Linked DNA regions of Anas platyrhynchos: region 1 is linked to region 2. A link is a contact called in public Hi-C data. All regions are on one chromosome and are shown on one strand. The core of a region is the stretch at or near the end of the contact, and the rest is flanking DNA. Distances in the headings are between cores, read along the strand shown. Region 1 has its middle 47 kb from the start of CACHD1. Region 2 has its middle 13 kb from the start of ROR1.

What was found. A called contact is a pair of places that touch in the nucleus more often than the background predicts.
Region 1: a Hi-C map of liver shows a contact between it and region 2, with 2.1 times the contacts expected there. The contact joins two enhancer-like sites. A contact is called at or near these places in 4 of 8 Hi-C or Micro-C datasets (liver, skeletal muscle and subcutaneous adipose tissue).

Annotation. Positions count from the first base shown.
Region 1 is chr8:37,469,411-37,473,118 of IASCAAS_PekinDuck_T2T, forward strand. No RefSeq gene overlaps it. Among named protein-coding and RNA genes, the nearest start is that of CACHD1, 47 kb to the right of the region's middle. Within about 2 kb of position 1,526, at least 1 of the 8 cell types and tissues checked has an H3K27ac peak or open chromatin away from gene starts, as enhancers often do. A contact at or near this core is called in subcutaneous adipose tissue, where this site is marked.
Region 2 is chr8:37,291,602-37,294,873 of IASCAAS_PekinDuck_T2T, forward strand. No RefSeq gene overlaps it. Among named protein-coding and RNA genes, the nearest start is that of ROR1, 13 kb to the right of the region's middle. Within about 2 kb of position 1,785, at least 1 of the 8 cell types and tissues checked has an H3K27ac peak or open chromatin away from gene starts, as enhancers often do. A contact at or near this core is called in subcutaneous adipose tissue, where this site is marked.

The DNA.
Region 1 (3,708 bases), core at 276-2,775, 180 kb after region 2:
ATATGGCCTGAGTTCAGCTACCTGAGCTTACAAACGACGTGGTGGTGAATGAGACCAGCAAAATCCGTGGGCTCTGGTGAGCAGAGCTGAGAGGGAACAGGGGGACGGGAAGCACTGATATGTTTGCTGTGACACACCAGCTGGTTTCTCGACCCTCCAAACTAAGCACAGTGCAGCCACTCGACAGATACTGGCTTTATTTCAAGGAAACAAACAAAAAACCAAAACTGTCTATTCAAACCATTCAGTGAAAGCAGCCAGAAACCTTAATTCAAGTCTGTTTCTCCTTCCCTGCTCAGATATTTCTGGAATGAAGGAAAAAACCTTCTTTCCCAAAGGAAAGTCCCTAAAAGTTCTCCGCCTCCAGAAACACCTCTTTCTGCCATTCCTTCCTGCTCTGCCCTCAGAGGAGCCCTTTAGCCAGGAATCCCGATCCTTGTTGGTTCCCATAGCAGGGGCACGGTGCTTCTCAACACAGTGGGGCAAGCTCCACTCCAGGGGTTGTAAAGGATGCTGGTGCCACACTTTTAGCACACTTTTAGGCTGACCAAACCCAGTGCTTCTGTTTTACAGTGCTCAGCCGCTGGAATGGATGGCCTGTAGGGCAGAAAAGTGTCAAGAGGCTGATCTTAAAGAAGTTCCCATCATTCTGAAAGCAGGAAAGCTGTGCTCTCAGGCCACCATAACCACGGGTCAGTGGCCTCTCCAAGTTCCTTTCCCATGTTCTTGTTATATTCTGCTGGGGGGAAATATATTGAATGTAAATGGGAATCAACCCCTACCTCTCTCCAAATACATGAGTTGTTTTTGCCAAGATGACTACTAGAGAGGGGGAAGGAGAGCAAATTCCTCCTCTGTTACAAAGTCAGCACCATTTTCCACTGAACAGATTCACGTTATACCGTGTAGGATCTGGATGAAAAATGATTTAAAAGGACCCCTGTTCCTTTGCAGAACTCCCTCCTGTTGAGCAGGACTGGATTTCTTCTCTGAAGTTTCACCAGCCAGCTCACGGGTCTTCTCCTGGTATTGCCAGGTAGCAAATTACAATGAACGTTGTGATTTCACTGCCACTATTTCAGAAAGAGCAACATAAGTCCAGGATGTTTTGGGTCTGTACCCTAAAGTGAGCAATTATTTTCTTTTTCCTGTTAGTGAATATTTTCAATTATTTAATTTCCTATGGAGACATTTGGCAAGCAGTTTCCTTCCCAGCTTCTGCCAGTAACTCTTGTTCCTAAATGAAACAAGTTCTTGGCCTACAGGAGCACAGCCAGGAAATTTGTCATTGTTGGGCCAAGTGATATTTTTATTTGACCTAATCAATGACATTTATTTCAGGCAATACATATTTTAAGGTCATTTATTATATTAATAAATAGCATGAGGAAACCAGTGAATTCAATATATAAATATATATATAGAAAAAACTAGGTCATTTTCATGATATATTTCGTTTTGTACTTCTAGGGTTGTACATGGCATCACTGTTGAAATATTTTGAAGCTAACTTCCAAACTAGCAGAGGGAGCCAGATTCTGTTTCTCAGTTCAGTTGCCTTTGCCTCCCTCCAGAATTTGGCAGCACTTGGCCTGCTGACAGTTGTCTGCAGGACACGAAGTTCTCAACCCCTGTAATACTAGTGCAGTGGATTCTTAACTCATTCTATTTCCAGACCCAAGCGATGTGGAGGTGTCTGGGACGTTAAGGATAAAATCTTGGCCCTGCTAAAGTTAAATTCTAATTCACTTTGGTGAAAACAGAATGTCATTGTATAATTTTTGCTCTGTGTCAGAAGGTGCAGGATCAGACTGCTTACAAACCCCAAATAAATAGCTTGTTTGTCTTCACAATACTTTTTATCTAGCTGTGCCTTCAATGCTCAGGTACAACTTCCCCTGGTTTCATCACGAATTCCAAGTGTGGAATGGAAGGAAATTGAAATCTGTAATGGAATTGTTTCCTTTTATGGGCACAGCTTTAAATATTGCTAAAAGCAAAAAGCCTCTGGCAAGCAGTTTTTGACATTTTACAGGAGTACCATGGCAAGGGAGGTTGGAAGGATATCAAAGAGACAAAAATACTGTTGATCACTGAGCGCAAGGCTCCATGTTTTTTTCATAACTGGTGTCTTCCTCTCACTTTCATTGGTACTTCCTGAAAAATAATAGACAGTAGTGGGATCACGGGGGATTTCACAGTTCAGACAGTGGGTGACTCAATGTTTTGTTATGTATAAAATTACATTGGTCCAGTATGTTTTGTTTACAATTTAGTCTGCCCCCCCAGTCAACTATTTTTATAGAAGCAGGAGCAATAAGAATGAGATAATGCAGAGCTTTAGGAGGGCGCCAAGTCAGACAAAGCTGGCTAGCTGGGAGTAGACAAGAGTCTGGGGCAAGTTTGCCAGGTTTTTGGTGGAGGCCAGCGAAGGGGATGCAATTTTTAATTTTCCTCCTTCCCACGAAAATACCTTGTTAAATAACCTTCAGCATTCCAAATTGTTTCAAAAGAAGTGCCCTAAGATGGGGTTCGGTGAAGTGGTCGGTGCTGGCTTTCGATGTTCTTGGCAGCTGTTAATTTTATGGTGATGGGGCCTTCGACCAGCCCCACCACCCCGAGCTGCTTGCTGCCCTGGCCTGTCCCACAGCCCGGCGAAGGAAGAGGCTCATCCTGGACAGTTAGATCACGTCAGCTTCTAGGGGACCCCAAGACTTTCTGTTTAAAGGATGACACTCCATGGGACACCCTCTCTGTAATGGCTGTGGTCCTGTCCCCTCCCTGACCCGCAGCCCTGGGGCCTGCCTGATCCTTCAGGGTCCCAGCTCAAGAAGCCAAACTGGGAGAAAAAGGATCCTTTTTTGTGTTTTATTTTCCCTTAGTTTTTGATGGTTTCCCTCTCAGTTCACAGCAGGATCAGATGAGCCCTGGGGAGGGACAGAAATGCGCAGACAAAAGCACAGCAGAAGGTGGGGTTACGGCAGCGCTGGCTCGGACTCTCTAAAGCTGCCAGGAAACCAAAGGTTCCTGTTTGGCCTTACCTTACGTAGGTTGCAACTTCTCTCACTTGGTTTAGAAGAAGATGAAGCAGGGATAGTCTAACCAAGGCAGGAACAAGGCTTGCAGTGTGAATAGCCCTCCCAGCAACGTGAAGAGCCATGAAGGAATCACAGTTAAATAGGCACTTTGCTTCACTTATGTTCAGTGTTTGTGTAGCAACCTCGAAACTAAGAGAGAAAACCCAGGCAAAAATGCCAAGTAGATTTTACAATACTCTACCTAATGGCAAAAATATTTCTTCCCTTCATAAGATTTGCTTTTTAAACAATTTTAAGCAACATTTTATTTTCATTGGCATAGAAGGAGAGGACAGAATGGTAAAATAATCCTTGCTTTTAGCAGCAGCAATGAGCAGACATACCAGTTTCTTGTGAAAGTTTCTTGCGCTCGTTGGAGCTTTGTTCACCTACTTCTTTCTGTCATTTGTCACCCATAAGTACTGTAAGAGTTTTAAATGAGCTTACTTGAGCAAGTTCTTTTGTGAAAGTTATACCTGAGACTCTGTGTTACAATTCTGTAATTCCCAGTAACTCCTCCCTTGTTCTGTATGTAAGTTTTCAGAGGGATTAGAAGCATTTCATGTGAAGATTACCACAGGACGTGGTCTAGAATAGCTACATCAAAAGCAAGAGAGCGTTTGAACATTCA
Region 2 (3,272 bases), core at 535-3,034:
CTCTTCTGACACAGACCTTCTGCTGAATCCACGCTAACAGCTCTGCCAGCAGAGCCGTTTTGGTGCAGGGCATGTTAAAAACCCATGTTGAAGAATCCCGAGAGAACCTGAATAAACCTCGTGCAATCTGTCTGAGGAAGCAATGCTTGTGCTCGGGAGCTGGCCACAAATGGGCAGCAAAGATTGCTTTTACAATGAAAAATAGTGAAAAAAGGGAACCAAGCCACCAACCTGTTTTCCGTGTGCATGGAGATGGACCAGAGTACCTGGTGTGTGGTAGGGGATAGAGGAGAGGAGCTTTGGTCAGGGGGATCATTAAAAAACCTGGTGCCAAAGGTCAGCCTGAAACGTATCTGGTGTTGGGAGCACTGGGCAGCCCCCGGCTGTCCCCAGAAGTGCCCTGTGCAGACACTGGGCTCTCTGGGGGGCTCTCTGATTCCTGCTGCTCACAGGCAGCACAGAAGCCCAAGCTGTGTTGTGTCACTTCATGAAATACAAGGAAGGAGACACAGAAATCCAGCAAATGCTGCAGCTTCTGTGTTAACAGAAGAAAATGAAAAAACACTAAATCAAACCTGAGTTGTGTCTGAATGGAAGTTAAACATGGCCCAGCCCGCGTTCATTGCTTACATCCTCAGACGGTGAAAGGTGTATCAAAGGGACCTGTGCAACGCTGGCACCTCCAAGGGGTGAGCGGGATGCTCCGCTTGGGACTTTGATCTCTGTTGGACAGGATGCCTGGCTGGGGCTGGAGCGTGGCGGTGAAACCTGGAGCCTCCCACTTGTAAATCCTCGCTTGCAGCCTTTCTCTGGGTGGCACCAGCTGCACGTTACCTCCTTGCAGAGTCTCATGGGTCACTTCAGGCCATCTCCGTCTGGGATGGCAGAGAAGCATCAGTGGCACAGGACCAAAACTGGCCGCTTCTCACCTCTCCTGGCAAATCTCTGCCCCTTCCCCTGGTCCAGCTCAAAAGGGGTAGTGTGGGACCCCTCATTTTATTCAAGCAAGTCACTTCAGTGAGAGCTCCTTTCCTTTCTAACGCATGGACTTGCAAGGAGCGATTTCAGTCCTGTAATTAATTCCCTGAGATGTTTCCTGAGAGCACTTAGTGCTGGGCTGTGAGGAAAATGCCCCATCTCTGCTGCCCTGCCCCCGTCCCCTTCCTGATCTGCAGAGGATGTTCCCCATTGTTTGAGCAAGGTGCTGGGGTGCTAACGAAGGGCTCTGTTTTGGCACCACACATCAGGCATCGTTAGCACGGGCGCTGCTGGGACTTGTTGCCAAACGAATGGGTTTGCCAGCGCCAGCCGGGCGGCCGGGGAAGGGCAGCTGCAGTCAGCAAGGAAGCGTCCAAATTAACGCAGGGAGTCGCCTTGCTTCTGAGAGCCTGAAGACCAAGCCTAAATCTGCTTGACAGCTTCTTCTGGAGGGACACACATGGCGTGGAAACATTTGATCTCTCGGCCAGCTAATAACAAGCTTGAAAACAAAGTAAATCGGTGATTATAAAGTGCTCTGAGAGACAAAAGAAGGATTCACATTTACATCACAGAGCTTCAGCCTCTGCTTGTGCTGCCCTTGCCCCAGCCTGGTGGGGACACTTGGGTGGGTGAGGGCCAAGGGCTCAGAGCGGCCGCAGTGGAGCTGAGCTGTCTCGGGGCACTGCAGAGTCAGTGCCACCACCCCTGGTGACACCCGTGTGGGTTTGTCCCCGCCGTGTCGCTGGGTGGGACGCAGCTCAAGTGCCAGCGAGTTTACTGGGAACATGCAGAAAGTGAGGCAAAAGCGGCCGATTGCCAAAGGTAACTCCTATTGCTCTGACTAAGGGAGACTTCCTCTCTGAGCTACTAGGTTGGGTAATTCATAATTTTCTCAGGAAATTCACGTTTACCCTTGGGCTGGATTACAGCGTACTCCTTCCAAGTCATCGACTATGTGCAGCACCAGAGAAACGTGGTCGGCCCGCCCGGCACCTAATGGGCCGCGTTGGACAAAGACGTGGCAATGGAGGTGTTCGCAGAGACTCAGCCCCTCTGAGCATACAGATATTTGCATGAAAAATTACTCCTGCTCTTTCTTTGCTTCTCTTCAGGCTGACGCTACAGACTCCTGTCCCCAAGGAGCCCAATTAGATCCAGATGTCTCACTATTCGTACGTGTTTTAATCTCTACCCCAACTTTACGTAATGCAATATCTGATTTCTGCACGCAGCTCCCACCGCCCAAAAAATGAAAATATATCACAAGGTCTCCCTGACAAAAGCAAGCGGAGAGATTCGAGGAGTGGCAATCATTCAAGGAGTGGCAATCAGCACTACCTCCCCGATTTCTTGTCCCAGCCCCAGGCTGGGCGTTTCAGGGCTGGAGTTGCCCAAGGCCAGGGCAGGCGGCAGTGCTGAGGGCTCCAGGTTTGACTCACTGGTGGCGTGAGCCCCTGCAGCAAAGGCCAAACTCCTGTGCTGGAGGCAGAAAAGCTCTGAAGCCCCGTTGTTCTGGAGGACCTGACAGTGCTCCACCCAGACAGGCGGTTTCTCTCTAGATGGCAGTATTGGTAAGGAGTCTCAGGGCATTGTGACAGACCCTGGGTCTTGCTGCACCTCGGCTCTGTGTGATTGCAGCTGAAGTCCAGGAGTTCATTCACCAGCCAAAATCACACCTCCGAGGTCTTTAAGAGAGCACCCAGGCTGCAATGTGTTGTAAACCTGTATTTTAATTCTGTAAAATCAAATTTTCCTCTGTGGCTAAAAGATCAGATATGCTCACATGAAGCTTGATTACAGGGAATGAATTAGGTTTTAATTGGGATGAGGCCTCCTAGTGAGGAGCAACAGCCCAGATCTGATACTCAGCAGCACAACCTGGGCTTGTGCAACAGCAGGTGAGCAGAGCCAGTCCGCTCAGATGGATTTGTACAGGGTCTGAAGTTGTTATTAAATATCCACCCTCTCATTTCCAATGGTAGAGGCCCCTCCTGGCCGCCATCCCTCACAACGAAGGCACTGACACACCCGGGGTTGCACACCCACATCTGCACCACGTCCCTACACGTAGATGAGATGCGATAGCTGTCAGAGGATTTGGGCTGTGTCTAATACCATGGTGCTGCTTCAAATGACTCTGCACTAACTTAAAATCAATTTATATCCCTTGTCTCCTCCATAAAACCCATTCTGGAAGGACTGTTACAAAGCTTTCATGCTCTGATCCCTTGAGGCGCCTGTTTTGGTGGCACAGGGCAGTATTTAGACGTTCTGCACCTCAGTGCACAGTG